2 separate regions of the Rattus norvegicus genome follow, and region 1 is linked to region 2. The links are chromatin contacts, called in public Hi-C maps. All regions are on one chromosome and are shown on one strand. Each heading gives the region's core, a stretch centred on a gene start, on an enhancer-like site or on the middle of the called end of the contact. The rest is flanking DNA. Distances are from core to core; before and after follow the strand shown.

Region 1 (2,700 bases), core at 45-2,544, 45 kb before region 2:
CAATGTTTGCTATTGCTTTTCTCATTCTTGTGACAAACATAGAATGTTAAAGAGGGAGGATGCATTGAGGGGTTTGAGGGGGACATATCTCAGCAGGCGGGGAAGGGCTCATGGGGAACCTTAGCCGGTGGTGATCACAACTGTCACTTCTCACCTTTTGAGTAGATCAGGAAACAGAGGTATGGAATGATGGCTGGGCTAATACTCCTCAAGGGTGCCCCTAGTGATCTATATCTAATCACTAGGCCTTCCATTCCAAAACCTCCGCCACCTCCCAGTTACTCAGACACACAAGCCTGTAGGAAAACCATAAAAGTATATATGACTTTTTCCCCCGTGAGACCAAGAGCTCTTAAGGTGTGTGTTTATATTACTTGTTATTGATTCTTCATCGTTCTAGAAATGTCGGCCATAGAGTAACATCATACTAGTCATTCAACAAATGCTCGCGCATGGAATGAACGAACAGCCACTGTCCAATTATTTCAAAAGACTTTCCGATAAGAAGACAATGGGGGGACCTCATGGATTGATCATCTATTTGCAAACAAGTTATTCATTAAGATCCTGGCACTTGCTAAGTCATCAACACATGGTATAGACGGATGAATATTTATTAGCTGTCAGAGCAGAATGCGGAAAGACTGATAGGCAGCTGGGGGGAAACCTGAAAGCTATTTTCTCTGCTGTTACAACTTGTAGCTTGGATGGGAGGCATGTCAACAAGCTTTCATTAAAATTGTTGAAATCCTGCATTATCTCCTTTGATTCTCAGAAGAACCCAACAAGAGAGATGGCGTATCATCCCTGTTTGACAGATAATGAGATTGGCTGCTGGGTCCAGGATTGCTCAGAATGTCTTGAATGTAGAGCTCACAGACCGGTTTCCTAACCCTGGAGACTAGGTAAATCTAGACAATCTTAAACTTAGTGGATGTGATCTCGGTCTGGTTTCCTTTTATCTGTACTAGGTTTGGCTGAGCTTCTATTTCACTGTTCCCTCCTTTCCATAAGAAACAAATATATCCACATTTCTCCAGGCCTTTCATTCTAAAAAAATCGGACACCACTCCCAGCTGCTATGCCTAATTCTCTCTTCACATCAGAGAGTTTTCATTGCCAGCCACATTTCAAAATCTGCTCTGAGCCACATTTGTCTCCATTCCTTCTCAACCAGTTAAAAAAAGAAAAAAAGAAAAAAGTTCTAAAAAAAAAATCAGAAGTCCTACTCATACATCAGCCATGATGCTGGCTTAGGTCCATATAACCTAATATGGCTAAGAAAATGTTTGACTGGAACAGAGTGAAGATTGCCAAACTTAACAACTTTTGTGCAAGAAAAGTGCCACCCAGCACTCTGTTTAGATGTGATGTGATTTCAGTTCGCACACAGCCCTTCTCCCTTCGCAGGAGCAAAGGCATAACGGCTCTTCTACCCTGTAACAAAAACCAGACACCTGCCCCTGTGCCTGCTCATGGGCAAGGGGGATGAATAAAAGCTTTTCCAGAAAGCTTTCGGTGAGAGTCAAAGGAGCATGTTGCCCTTCTTGGGTTATAAAAACCAAGGGACTGGAGGTTGCCCAGCTCGCTTAGGTGGGAGGGTCCTCTGAGTTTATGTAAAACTCAAATAGCTTTGAGCAGTAGAGCTGAAAAGTTGACACACACCCATTCAGGACCTTGGCTCCTCACAATCTAAACCATCACCTCCTTGGCTCATTGGAGTCTCTCCTTGACATCCTGATTCTTCTTACCTCTATGTTCTGGGAGATTTGAAACTCCAGCGTGTTCTGAAATATCACCCCTCTCACCACAGATACACCTGAGCATTCCCAAGCTGGAGGACACCCTCTGGGCTGCACTGGGCAAAGGCTTCTTTTTCCCATCTTGTTTGTCTTTCCTGAGTTTTCTTCTATGAGGACCATTGGCATGGTCACCTGGCTATTCAGGGCACTTTGGGAACATTAGGGTCTCCTAGTTTCAAGTTTGAATTCTGGACCTGTCACTTGCTATCTGAGAGACTAAAAGGAAGGTAGAAAAGATCTGCCTTGGATCTGGCTGTGGTGAGAGAGTGAGGGAATGGGCAGTGTGGTACCTGGCAGGAAAAGGCTCAGCCATGTCATCAAATGCTCATTTTCTGTGTCTACTCTCTTCCCAACTTGAAGGCATTCTGCACAGTGATGCCATAGTAATTTTCAAAATGAAATATGCATGGTGAACACTTTGACCTTTGGCTGGGCTGTGAGGATGGATGGCTCCGGTTACCCCACAAATCATCTTGGAAAGAAGTAAGGTAAAGAGCTAAAGCAACTAATTTTAAGCTCTGATCCAGTCTGGGCTGGGTTGCTCTGTCCCTTGATCACTGCAGGCCATCCATCAAAATCTGTCAACAGCAGTAGCTTTGGAGGGATGAAGAAAAAAAGTACTTTTCTGAGTGTAGGATAAAACTGAGACTGGGAAGAAGGTGACAGAAATTTGGATTAGAAAGTAGATGGAAGCCATGAGGCATCTCAGTACTTTCTCTTTCTCGGGGACTTAAAGACATTGAGGCGGAGGCCCTGCCACCATTTTTATTTGCACCTGAAATGAAAGAGCCATCCGGGAAGAGCTCGAGCATCTCGGGTTGCACAGTTACGAATATTACCAGAGGAAACATCTGCCACTTGGATGCTTCAGACAACAGTTGCTATGTATGGAGAGGAC
Region 2 (2,700 bases), core at 155-2,654:
CCATACTTCTAAACACAAGGCTTGCTTAGCAAGTTCCAAGTGCAAGGCATCATAGTCTAGGACAAACAGGAACGGGAGCAGCCCTCTGCAAACACTAGACCTTACTATGAGCTTTACTTTTGAAATGATCAGACTTCTGCAGGGCACCTTGTCTTCAGTAAGTTCTGGCCACGCATGTCTGGTTTTTGCCTAACGCTAAGGGACTGTGCTGCTTCCGTTTACAGCTCCGTGGACAGAGCCTCGTTACCAGCAGGGATCCGGGAATACCAAACACTTTGTGTTCTACTTTTCTGACCATGTATTGCCACAGCACTGCAACTCCCCCGCCCTTTACAATCAGCTCTTTCTAAAAGGCATTACCGACTACTACCAACTTGCACTACTGTTTGAGATGCCCAAATAGGTCTGTCTGTGGAAAGAAAAGTTCCTTTCCTTCCTTTCCAGAACATTCCTTCGGCTCCTATCTCTTCAGACTCCCATGGGCACACTTTCCAAAAGAAATGAAGATTTCTCAAGAAATATTTTTGCTAGGCAGTTAACCACGATTTCTACATACACACCCACTCACGCACACATTCTCTTGCTACTCAGCTTTATAGAAAACAGACGCGGTAGGCACCCTTCTGTCTCAGCAAATAGCAGATGACTGGCATTAGCTGAGTTGGTGCTAGTGTTGGAACTCTGACCTTATTTCTTTACATCTCTGAAAACCCACTTCTAAAATCCTGGTGGCAGAGTAAAAGGAACCCATTACTTAGGTTAAAATTAGCTTAAAGCAAAAAAAACAAAAAAAAAAAACAAAAAAAAAAAAACACAACAAAACATTCTTTGTCTTAACGTAAAAGCTATTGCTGTTGCTTTTTTTATTATTATTAAAATCTGAATCCTATTTAAATGTCTGCTGACAGAAGATGGGAAAGAAACCGCTAAAGGGACAGATCAGCAAGAGCCCACGCACTGACGCTGGCCTCAGGATACCAGGTACAGTCCACATCCCCCTTAGAAACAAAAGCGCATCCCAGGCAAAGGCGCCCGTCCTCCCTGACCCTGTCACTATGGGCTCCTTCCTTGTGCACCAACTCTAGAAACAAAGCTTGAAGTCTCATCACGTTGACCTTCTGGGAACAGGTCGGGAAGTCCAGGCTGGCTTTGGGAATTTACACGGTCCGTTGCCTGCCTCGAAAGATTTTTGCACATCCAGCAACCTTAGCCAGGAATGTTGCCGGAAACCTGTCGAGCAGCTCCAGCTTCCCTGAAGGCGGAGAAAGAAAGGTTGTGTCTTACCTCTGGGGCTGCAGCTTCTTCCCGAGGAGAAGGACGTCCCGCTGTTTGAAAGCAAGGATTCCTTTAAGCAACCCAGCAAGAGAGCAAGCAGGCAGGCAGGCAGGCAGCCTAACGCACACTGCTCTCTATTCAATAAAACTGCAGACCGCCCTTCCTTGGCCCCTCCCAGAAGTCCATGCTAAGTGAACACATACCCCCTATGTTTACAGTCAGCAGGCGGTGGTATGCATTGTCCTGTAGTTTTTCTAATAGGCAGCCAATGACGACACCCTCGCCAAGGTGATGCTGTCTGCCCGTGCAGATGCCTGTCATTCCCTAGGCATGCTCAGGATATCACTCATCAGAAAAACCAAGTCCTAAAAAGCTTGAAACTTCGAGCAGGCTGCCAAAACCAGCCGGCTCCATGCCCTTTTTTGGTTATCCTAAGCAGGGCCTCCTGGAAGCGGATCCATTGTCAGGAACAATCATAAGAAACGTTAATCTTGGAGAAAGAGGCTGTCTTGTAGAACACAAATAGAGCTTTAAAAAGAAAGTACAGTTCACCACGAAACAGTAAGTGGACAGTTAGACATGCTTATGGAAGTGAGGATGGGGGTGAGAGGGAGACATTTTAGTTGAAGAAGCCTTAATAGTGTATTTCTTTTCAAAGCAGTTTCATTACAAAATAAATGTAAATCATTTGCACACGTTTAAAAACCTGAAGTGGATAAGAAGCAGGTCTGTTGCGCAGGTTAAGTTCTAACCTAGAATATGTCTATGTATGTTACCCAAACAACTGACAAAAATTATAAATAAAATGTATCCGTCTTTTTTTTTTTTTTTAGCAGATAGTGTTGGCCAGAAAAGAAAGGGGAAGCCGGAAGCTAGCATATCAGCTCCTTAACTTTAGAGAGCTTTATTGATGTTCCCCACCAACACCCGTCCTCCTTTCTCTTCTCTGTCTTGGCAATGGGGAGATTGTACCAGAAATAGCTAAAATCGAGTGTGTGGAGAGGGACATGGAGAGACCCCATATCTGCTTTGGGTCAGGTGTAGACAGACACATTTGCCCTTACAGGTGACAATTCTAGAAAATTCTAGAAAGCCTGCGCTAGGGGGAGAGTGAGCACCAAAAGACGCTGAGTTACAATGCAGGTCACTGGCCCACACATGCATCCAATTGTGGTCTTGTATTTTTTGGAATTCATTCAGTCGGTACTTAGCTTTTGTTAGAAAAAAAAATGGAATACTTACTGTTTGTCAGGCCTGGAGCTTAGCACAAAATCCATGTTTCATTACTGATACTGTCTCATCGCTGACCAGAAAATTTTAAGTATTTTCCCTGGCTAATTACAAGTCCAAAAGCTTAATCAACACATACAGTGTGACTGAGAAAAGCCTTTATTAATGAAGATCTGACGCAGAAGCTGTCGTTAG

The links. Hi-C and Micro-C count contacts between places; a contact is called where the count stands out from the background.
Region 1: a contact with region 2 is called in a Hi-C map of frontal cortex, with 1.5 times the contacts expected there. The contact joins the enhancer-like site here to the promoter of Cald1 in region 2. A contact is called at or near these places in 3 of 12 Hi-C or Micro-C datasets (the A7r5 cell line, Schwann cells and frontal cortex).

The regions. Positions count from the first base shown.
Region 1 is chr4:64,276,670-64,279,369 of GRCr8, reverse strand. All of the region lies in intron 1 of Cald1 (caldesmon 1), which reads right to left. Among named protein-coding and RNA genes, the nearest start is that of Cald1, 45 kb to the right of the region's middle. Within about 2 kb of position 1,294, at least 9 of the 93 cell types and tissues checked have an H3K27ac peak or open chromatin away from gene starts, as enhancers often do.
Region 2 is chr4:64,231,960-64,234,659 of GRCr8, reverse strand. It overlaps Cald1 (caldesmon 1), which reads right to left and starts at 1,404. Exons shown (of 13, transcript NM_001398578.1): 1 at 1,285-1,404.